2 separate regions of the Danio rerio genome follow, and region 1 is linked to region 2. A link is a contact called in public HiCAR-type data. All regions are on one chromosome and are shown on one strand. Each heading gives the region's core, a stretch centred on a gene start, on an enhancer-like site or on the middle of the called end of the contact. The rest is flanking DNA. Distances are from core to core; before and after follow the strand shown. Region 1 holds the start of gab2 (GRB2-associated binding protein 2). Region 2 has its middle 25 kb from the start of sacs.

Evidence for each region. HiCAR-type assays count read pairs that join an accessible place to other places.
Region 1: a contact with region 2 is called in a HiCAR-type map of caudal fin, with 7 times the contacts expected there. The contact joins the promoter of gab2 here to the enhancer-like site in region 2. A contact is called at or near these places in 4 of 18 Hi-C or Micro-C datasets (caudal fin, embryo, hematopoietic stem cells and 1 more) and 2 of 4 datasets of contacts at active chromatin or transcription factors (caudal fin and embryo).

The regions. Positions count from the first base shown.
Region 1 is chr15:10,782,214-10,787,083 of GRCz12tu, reverse strand. gab2 (GRB2-associated binding protein 2) reads left to right here and starts at 1,944. Exons shown (of 11, transcript XR_012390630.1): 1 at 1,944-2,184. It overlaps LOC101883715, which reads right to left. Exons shown (of 3, transcript XR_012390627.1): 2 at 4,665-4,870; 3 at 4,385-4,459.
Region 2 is chr15:10,616,578-10,621,650 of GRCz12tu, reverse strand. No RefSeq gene overlaps it. Among named protein-coding and RNA genes, the nearest start is that of sacs, 25 kb to the right of the region's middle. Within about 2 kb of position 1,755, at least 7 of the 62 cell types and tissues checked have an H3K27ac peak or open chromatin away from gene starts, as enhancers often do.

The DNA.
Region 1 (4,870 bases), core at 695-3,194, 170 kb before region 2:
TATTTATATTCGAATGATTGTTTTTGCCATGAAAGAACAATCTGTAATTCTTACCCAGACAATGTATTTGTGCTTTTGCCAAAAAAAAATATGCCTGTGCAACATTAATACTGGTTTTGTGGGCCAGGCTCACAAATACTTAAAGTTAAATATAGTTATTTGTTTGTGGATTGTTTAGAAAATGTAATAAATTATTTATATTTTGCAAATTCTTTTTTATTTTAAAATGTTCCTCTTTGAAACTCAAATATTTTGTTTAGTTTTATTCAGAATGTAGAATTGCTATGTAAATGCCAAATGTCTATTAATTTTTAATCCAAACATCAGAATTTGTGGGCAATTAAAACTAAACGGTCAAATTGACTAATACAAAAGCCCCATTGACTTCCATTGTAACCAAAAAAAAATTTTTTTATTACAAAACAATCTAACAATGCAACAAAGCCAATGTTGTTACTAATCATTCACATGCTCAAGACTGTGATAAAGGGTAAAAAAATCCAGTCCACATTTACTTTTTATATTGGAAGATATGTCATTTAGTGTGTGTGTGTGTGTGTGTGTGTGTTTTGTTTTTGTTTTTTTTCACCAAATCAATGTGATTATTTATGAATTTGACAATTAAAGAGTTAAAATCCTGTAATTTTCTAAACAATTTAGTTGTTTTGATCTGGACCGAGGTTGATTACCAGATTTATGCAAAAAATAAAAAATAAATAAATAAATAAATAAAAATGAAAATTAAAAAATTAAAACAAATGATCTGATGCATTTCACAGCAGTTTAATTCAGTGGATGTTTTCATCCCTAATATACAGTAAAAAAAAAAAAAAAAAGGTAGTACATTTGATTTTATTTTTTTCTATTTCAGATTTAAATGGCCAGATACCCTGTGGGGACGGAAGCAACACTGCTATTTATGTCCCACAGCCAACAGACAAACCTTATTTTTTTCTTTCACATTAGAGTTTGCAGTATTTGGACTCAGATCTTTTATAAAAATTAACATTGCCAATAATAATTGATGAAAATAACTAAGATTTTAGAAAATTGTAACATTTTGCAGTTTTGGTTTGCTTTTGAATCATTTGATTGAACTGAAATGTAAAATAAAAATATTTTTTGCAAAAATAAAGGACAAAATATGTTGTTTTGAATACTAACAAAGTCATAGTGAAATATATTTCAAATAAATAAGATTAAGTAAATCTAGCAAATATAGTTGTTACTTTACCGATGGGGTCAAAAGTAACAATGCAACTTTGTTTAAAGTGAAGTTATATTAAAGTTGTTCTACACCGATACAAAATAGCACTTGGTTTTGATAAAACACTCTTGTGGGTTAGTATTTCTGCTAAAAACAGTTTTAAAATTAGATTTTTTATGAAAAATTTTACTTTCGTACCCGCTTTCCCCTAATTAGCCTGTGTGTTACATTATTAGGCCTATTTTACATAATATTTTTTTGTAATGAAAACTACTATTTGTAAATAATCAACCAGCACTGAGAGCAAAATTGTGCATTACATACACCAGTCCACAAGGTGACGTGTTTCTCAAACTAATCAACAGATTGGGCGAAGTTACCGACGGCTGTTTCTAATCCCGAGAACACGTTCAGTGCGCTCTGTTGCGGCTCATTTGACAACACCGAGTTATTCCGTCCACGAAAGTACATTTGAACGTCTCAGACACCCTTACAAACTTTACACAAACCCACCAAAAGAGGGTGTAATGTAATAAAGACACCAACTACACATAAAACAGCCGGTGTGGCGAACTCCACACTTGCGCTTCATTGTCTCCGTTCATCCCTACAGCAAAGAGAAAGAGTCCCGTCCCTTGAACACAGTGGGCGTGGTGTATGTGCGAGTGAGTGGGAAAACAAACAGCAGACAACCAACACTTCCTACATCTTCAGCAACTCGAGCGTTCGTGCCCGCAGTGTTTACACAGAGTCCCGCAGCGCGCACAGGACGCGTCCCATCACCAGTAAATGAAGCTCCGCATCCACGGCACTGCCCCGCGCGCGCTCAACATACATGGACCCGCAGCATCTGAGGACTTCAGACTGATCTGCTGCTGTTGATTGTGTTTTTTGCTTTCTGTAAAATGAGCGGAGGAGAAATCATCTGTCAGGGATGGTTGAGAAAGTCGCCGCCCGAGAAGAAGCTGCGGAGATATGTGAGTGTTTAAAGCGCTATGTTCATTTTGTGGTTTATGTTGAGTCAATGAGGAGGAAAACTGTCAACTTTTAGCATCAAACTCTCTATTTGCAACATAGTCGTTCTAAGAAAAGAAAATACTGTTTTGAAATGTGTTTATTAACAGTTTGCTGGTTTAAGTTGGACTATTTAGAAGCAAAGCAGTTGTTTTGATGCTACAGTAGCAAGTGCATGAAGCCCATTTAAGACCAGCGACCAAACCAAGCTGATTAGGCTGGGAGACCAGCAAAACAGTTCAGACTGGTTTTGTTTAACATGTATATGATGATGCTATTATTTAGAGAGCACAGTGTCTGATTGCTGTTGTATTGTTATGCAGTATAGAAGCCTATTCATGACATTTGAGAAGTGTACAGTTGCTAAAATCAAAAGGTGGCCAGTTGATGTTCTAAGTTTGGATTAGTTTATGGAATGCTGTGTGGTAAATATTTAAAAATTTAAGGTTTGGAAGATTGTTTAATAGAGCCTTTTTAGAATTCTAATTTATAGAGTGGGTGGTGCAATGTTATGATCACATGACCTGTTATATGATGTCATTGGCCAAATGTTATTCTGTGTGACACTTTTAGTTTGTAATCATGGAAATAGAAAGTACGATACGTTACTTAGGCAGTGTTTACCCTTTTATTAGCTACAATTAATTAAAGATGATTTTCATGTACATTTTGTAAGTAAAGCCGGTTCTAGTCATAGAGCCTAGTTCACTGACAAGCTGTGCATAATCACGTTCAAAATATCAGGTGATTAAAACATCTAATAATTGATTAAAAAGAGAATAGTTCTGCAATAATATGTAGAATAACTGCGTATAACTTCTTTGTGAATATGGCTCTGTGTTGTTGCTGCTGCTGCCTCATCTGAAATCATGTAAAAATATCACATTTAATAACATACATTTTACTCCAAACTCACTTCATAACTTAATTCAAGAGCTTTAATAAACATTCTGAGAGGTGAGTCAGTACTCAGTTGCTTATATTAGTCATGTAAAATTCATGAACACAGTTCAATCTTGTGTGCCCAACTGTATGGGTATTTGAAGTCTTTTTTTTTAAGTGAAGCACCCTCTGGCCTTTTAAGGACATTTACTACTAATCACACAACTGTGCTTCCCTGACAAGATGTGCATGAGAATAGCAGCTTTTGCTTGATTGCGATTTCATTTCGGTCTACTCACCATACATTTTGACCTTCATTTAAATGAAAACGGTGATGTCATTTGCATGTATTATGTTTCCACTACAGCAGCATAGCATTTCTTTACTAAATTTATTTTTCTATTACAAAGTATTTCTTTTTCTGCTGGAAATATGTTGTTCTAAAAAAACTAAATAAAACATAAGTAAAATATCATACACATGCCTTAAGAACGGTATAGTAAAACATTTTGGTTTTAAAACCTTGACTTTTCCAAACCATGGTATACCTAGAAAACTGTTATCGTCTCATGCCTACTTGTCTGCATTTTGTCAGTAACGCCGGTTCCATGATTAGCTGGTGCATTTAGATAGAGCAGCATTTACTACACAGACCTGTAGTTTGCTGACATACCACACAATATTGCGTTTATTTCAATTTAATCTGTATTTCTGTGCAAGAGTGCCCTCTGGCCATCGCATTGAGATTACTACCGATCATAGAACAGAACCGATGTGCAATCTCAAATCATCTAAATTGTGTTTCCATTTAAGCGTATTATGTGGCCACTGGCCAGATATAGAATATTCTGTAGTTTTTGAATTTTCATGTGAACCAAGATATTTTTGACAATGTAATCTTGCTACGAGTGTGATAGTGCATTTATATAACAGTTCGACAGCATGATTGTGTGTATAAATAAGCTACGTGTGTGATATTGCGTTTATACAACAGTTCAACAGCAAAATTTTGTGTATAAATAAGCTCTGAGTGTGATATTGCATTTATACAACAGTTCGACAGCTAAATTGTGTGTATTCAAACACGGGGACTCTCAAAAACTCTTTTGTACAAGGAACTACTTTCTTCCGCCATTCACATCTGCAGCTGACGTCAGAACAGCAGAAACCTTTGGCAGTTTACAAACGTCACTTTAGAGCAGTTTGAATGATTATCTTGCGTAATGTCTAAAGTGATTGTAACAGCCCGGTTGGAGAAATAAAAGGATTAAACTCATGCACTGATGTTGCACTGTCCTCCTTTGTGCCTTTATTGTTGCATTTGCCGTCCTTAAAGACTGTACAACACCGTAAGAGCTAAGAACAGATGAATAAACACAAATAGAAAAGATATAATGAATAAAAATTCACATAATAAGACAAAACAATAAACTTAGTGACAATATTATAAAGTATCTGCAAATATATGACTAATTTTACGATAAAATAGCAATTTAAATTATTAGCAAGCCAACAAATGCATCAAATTTTAGCAATATGTATAAAAAATGTCCTCATCTACCTTGTTCTCCCTTCCAACCAGGTGTTCAAACAATGAAGATGAACAGAACAAAAAACAAACTCAAATATGCATTAAATCTCTTTTAAATCAGTCCTTAAATCTAACTTTAGCTCCGTGCATTTCTCTGTACAAGCGATCGCGCTCTCCCTCGTGCTAGGCGCGCTTCTCCGATCTCCCTGCTTCCGTGATCTGCGCGCTCTCGCGCA
Region 2 (5,073 bases), core at 506-3,005:
TGCTGGTCTGAAAAGATGGTGTGTTAAGGCGCATTGTTGGTGTGTTGCTATTTTGAGTCAACAAAGTTTAGTTCACAGTTAAATCAGACACACCTGGGCTAGTTAATCAAGCTCTTGAGCTTTCTAGAAACATCCATGCAGATGTGTGGATGTAAGCTGGAGCTAAAATCTGCAGGACATTGGCCCCCAGGACCGAGTTTAGGTAACGCTGAACTAGACGCTGGTCTAAAGTCAATTGTGCAAGGGTTTTTGTTTTTTTGCCTTCATCACCGTGTCTTCTTCAAGAGGGCTTTGGTGGAATCCGGTTCTGTTGTCACTTTATTCATGACAATATACATTTGTTTAATGTTATTTTTACTAGAAGTATTTATTATATGCATATTTATATTTGTTTTCATAATATAAAATTTATATTATTTCATAATATAAAATTTTTCTGCTAACAAAGTCTGCCATGTAAATAGCAAATGCACCAGGGTGCACAGCAAATGACTCTTAAAGGCAGTGGAATATGAGACTCTGATTGGTTTAATGTATGTTATGCTCAAAGCACACCCATAAGTCATTAAAATAAGCATGAACTTTTTTTCCGTCCATAAAATAGCAAAAGTGGATTTGAACATGCCATTAGTTCTTTTGCGCCATCAGCTTTAGATTTTGCACTAAGATTGTTAAAAAAAAAAGAGCCCCAAATGTTTCTTAGATTATATGTTTTCATTTACTAATTGGGCAAGAACGAGCAGCAATTTTTACATCCAGTTTGGTTTCTTTTAATGTTTGCATGTCTTATTATCAGCCATGATTATGCTAAAATGCTGTGTTTAAACACACGTTAAAATAAAAAAATAAATATAATATAACATCATATTATTTATCATAAATCATATCAAAGTAATTTATGATTAACTTGAACAAATTGTGGAAGAAAATATTATTAATCTATAGCTGAAAGTATGTAAATATAAATTATAAAATTTATAATTATAGCTTTAATTGTAATAAAATGTAAATGTGCCAAAACTATTGCCACTGTACTCTAGTTAACTAATGGGAATGACCCATTCATTAAAGGATAATAACAAAAAATAAAAAAATTAAAAAATTATATATATATATATATATATATATATATATATATATATATATATATATATATATATATATATATATATATATATATATATATATATAAGCATAATAGCAGTAATGATGATGGTAGTCATAATAACAAGAACAACAACTACTACTACTACAAAACATTGTTATGTAATAATAACACAAATGTTCAATCATGTATAATGAAATATAAATTGTTAAAGAAATATTTGTACAATTCTTATAATATTAATAATAATAATAATAATAATAATAATAATAATAATTTTTGTTTATTTTATAATAGCGTAACTGTTCTTTCACATTTTAAACATTCAAATTTCTTAAACAATTTTTGTTAATTTCTAAAGAAAAGAAAAGTATTATGTTAGATTAAATAAGTTGTGATTCTAACTACAAAACATTTTAAAAAGCCCCACAAGAACGCAATCTTTTACTACAGTAAGCTTTTATATAATGTAATGTGTGTTATTGTACTACTTTAAAGTGTTAAGCTTGGTATTTTCCAGTGCTCTCTGTTAGTATGTAGGCTGTGCTTTAGTGCTGCTGAGTAACAGGCTGATGTGAGTTATTTGTCTAGATCATGACAGTGCAGATAAAGAGCCACTCCCTGAGTCCCCTGCAGTCGGGACATCCAGCAAACACACACTGACCTCTTCTGGACAACACTGGCAACACACACAGCTTCCTGACATTGTCATACTATTGTCCAGGGCTATTCAATTAGTTTGTCGTGGGCAGTGGTGGATAGAGTACTGAAAAAGCATACTTAAGTAAAAGTACCATTACTTGCCTAAAAATGTAGTGTGAGAGTAGAGTAAAAGTACCTGTTGTAAATATGACTCAAAGTAGGACTAAAAAGTAGCCCTTTTAAAAGTACCCATGAGTAGTGAGTATTACGCTGTAAAAGTTGATGCATTTACATGTAATTTGTGGATGCGTGTGTAAACGTAACATTCTGTAGTGCATTTAGTTATTGCCCAGCAGGCACACAATGTCATCAGATGCTAATATGAGGTTAGATTTAGGTTGTGATGTCAGGTGACCAAAATTCAATGTCTAGCCAGCGTCTAAGGACAACACTATTTTGATGTCCAATAATGACATCAAATAATGTTGATATTTAGTTGATTTTAGGTGTTAGAAAGTGACCAAAATCCAATGTCGAGCCAACATCTTAAACCAACATCCTATTGATGCCAAATACTGACATTTATTCATCAGTTATGGCAACCAAAATTCAACGTCTGATAGATGTCATAGTGGTAATGTCGACACAACATCAAGCTGTAACATTATTAGACGTTGATATTTGGTTGGTTTTAGGTTGGACGTTGGACATTGACATCGGCCTGATGTTGAGTTCTGATGTTAAACTGGATTTTCATTTCCAAACAAAATGCAGCGTCTCCACGGCATTAGGGTACAATTTCAATCTGACGGCATGTTGACGTCTTGTGCCTGCTGGGTGTTTAAGGCCATTTTGTTCATCATACAGTAAATATCGATCATCTTCTTATCAGTGACATTCATCTAAACCAGGGGTGCCCATATTCGGTCCTGGAGGGCCGGTGTCCTGCAAAGTTTATGTAACCACGGGGAGATGACACAGACAACTGAAGGTAGGATCCAAAAATGCAGGTTTAATCATCGTCAGGCAAGCAAAGGTCAACAGGTATAAACAGATATGTGTAGGCAGTCCAGAATCGTAATCGGTAACAAGCGAGAGGCAGCAGTCAGGGAGAACAAGAATACAAAGCTAGGTCGAAAACACAGGAAAACTAGACAGGAATAACGCGTTGTAATGTCATCTATACAGCTAACAAGACTCGGCCAAGTGAATGAGTGAGTGTGTAGCTTAAATAGTGTGTGCAATCAGTTTCTGACAATCCTCAGGTGGTGCGAGTAATCAGTCTAGATGAGGAAGCATGTGTGAGTGTGACCGGAGAGCATGTATGAAAATGTAGTCCAGAAATGGCGGATTTGTGGTTCATGGTTATTGAGAGTAAAATCCAGCGATCTTATGAAAGACAATCGCTGGTAATCGTGACAGTTTAGTTCCAATCCCAATTAGACGCACCTGGGCTAGATAATCAATCTCATACTATAATTTCTACACACATCTGTGCAGGTGTGTTGAGGCAAGATGGAGGACATCGCAGGAATCTGCAGGACATCGGCCCTCCAGGACTGTGTTTGTTTCTCAATATGCATTCTTCAGCGGTCTTGCGTCCTCGTGTTCTCATGTATTGTCATCATCAGCTGCCCAAGTTCAGTTTCAATACTCAAGACCGCAAGAACAGAGGACACGTGAAACTTCCCGGAAGCAATCTTGATATCGAGGATGCAACGATGGAGACTTGAGCGCCGAACTCGCTCTGGAAGTCCCAGAAGTCATTGCGACTGGAGGTGGGAAGCGCAGCATTTTATCTAGATTTATTATTAAAGTTCAGAGATTTAACTTTTTTACCTCAGGAGTTTCCGTAAATGAAACAGTAAAGGTAAACATTACCATAGACATCTTAATGAAGGAAAAAACACATTAAGGGTGTTTGTTTGCTGAAATTCGTATTAAAATCAGTTTTATTTATATTGTGAAGAGTATATTGATAATGTTTTTATGCACAGTATATATTTTTAAAAGGGGGGAAAACAAATCTTTGTATGAATGCTGCAATGTTTAAATAATTTACCATTTAAAACGTGTGAAGGTCATGTGACCATCAGGAAGAACGCAGCATCTCATTTCTCAAAGCACGCGTTCTCTGCCCTCGTGTTCTCCTGAGTTCGTATACTGCCGAGGACACCTGGCAAGACCGGTATCCACAAGAACGCAAGTCCGTTCTCTGCTTTCTTGGAATTAAGAAACAACCTGGGTTTGGGCATCCCTGATCTAAACAGTCTCTGGGTCAATGTGTGTAAAGATTTTGAACATCTTCTTGGACACTTTTAATGCTTCCAAACAGTTTGCTGCAATGTAAAGTGCACATGTCTTGAAGTAGAAGGTAAATTGCATCATAATGAACTATGTATAATTTGATTGGACAGGAATTACAGGACTGATTTTTCCAATTCCCATACACAAGAAAAAAAAAGTAGTGACTGCAGGTTAAAGGAAAGTATTGAGAGTAAAAGTACAGATACTGCACTAAAAATGTACTCAAGTGAGAGTAAACATACACATTTGTAAAACTACTCTGTAAATTACAATTCCTAAGAAAAAGTAATTAATTACAGTAATTTGAGTATTTGTAATTAGTTACTTTACACCACTGGTCATGGGGGTCAGTTCATGAAAAGCATCCCAAATGTGGGGCTGGAGAGATATGATGATAAGAGCCCATATGTTGCATTTTTGCTCCTTAAGACACTCACGCTGGCTTTTTCTACATTTAAATGTTAATATATTGTATTTTGAAACCACACAACATCTCTGCATTGTACAATGTGCCTTTTTTTGTTTACAAACATTCAAATGTTGTATTTCAAAGCACAACAAAAGCAGTGCATTGCTTAAATAGGCTAGATTTTTGGTTGTACAATTATAGTCTGATGAATACTCATGGTTTCACAGTTATCACACATCTAATGTAAATTTAATCTTTATTTTAGGTAGTATTTGAATGAATTGTTGTTATCATCTGCATTCATGCATGCATTATAATTTTAATAATTCGTCTAAAATATCTTTTGTTTACATCACACTGAAAGCCACGCACAACTCTCAATGCTACAGTGTGAGATGGTTTCTACTCAGTGCGTCCAGGAGGTTTGAACACTTTGCTCCGCATGCGCATGCATACTGGTATATATTCTTATATTGGAAAAAACGAACTTACGCGTGGAGAAGATGCGATATGTGAATGGCCTGCTGCTACAGTTAATCCAGTGTGTGTGCGTTTTAGCCTTGGTGTATAACATTTACATTTACATTTAGTCATTTAGCAGACGCTTTTA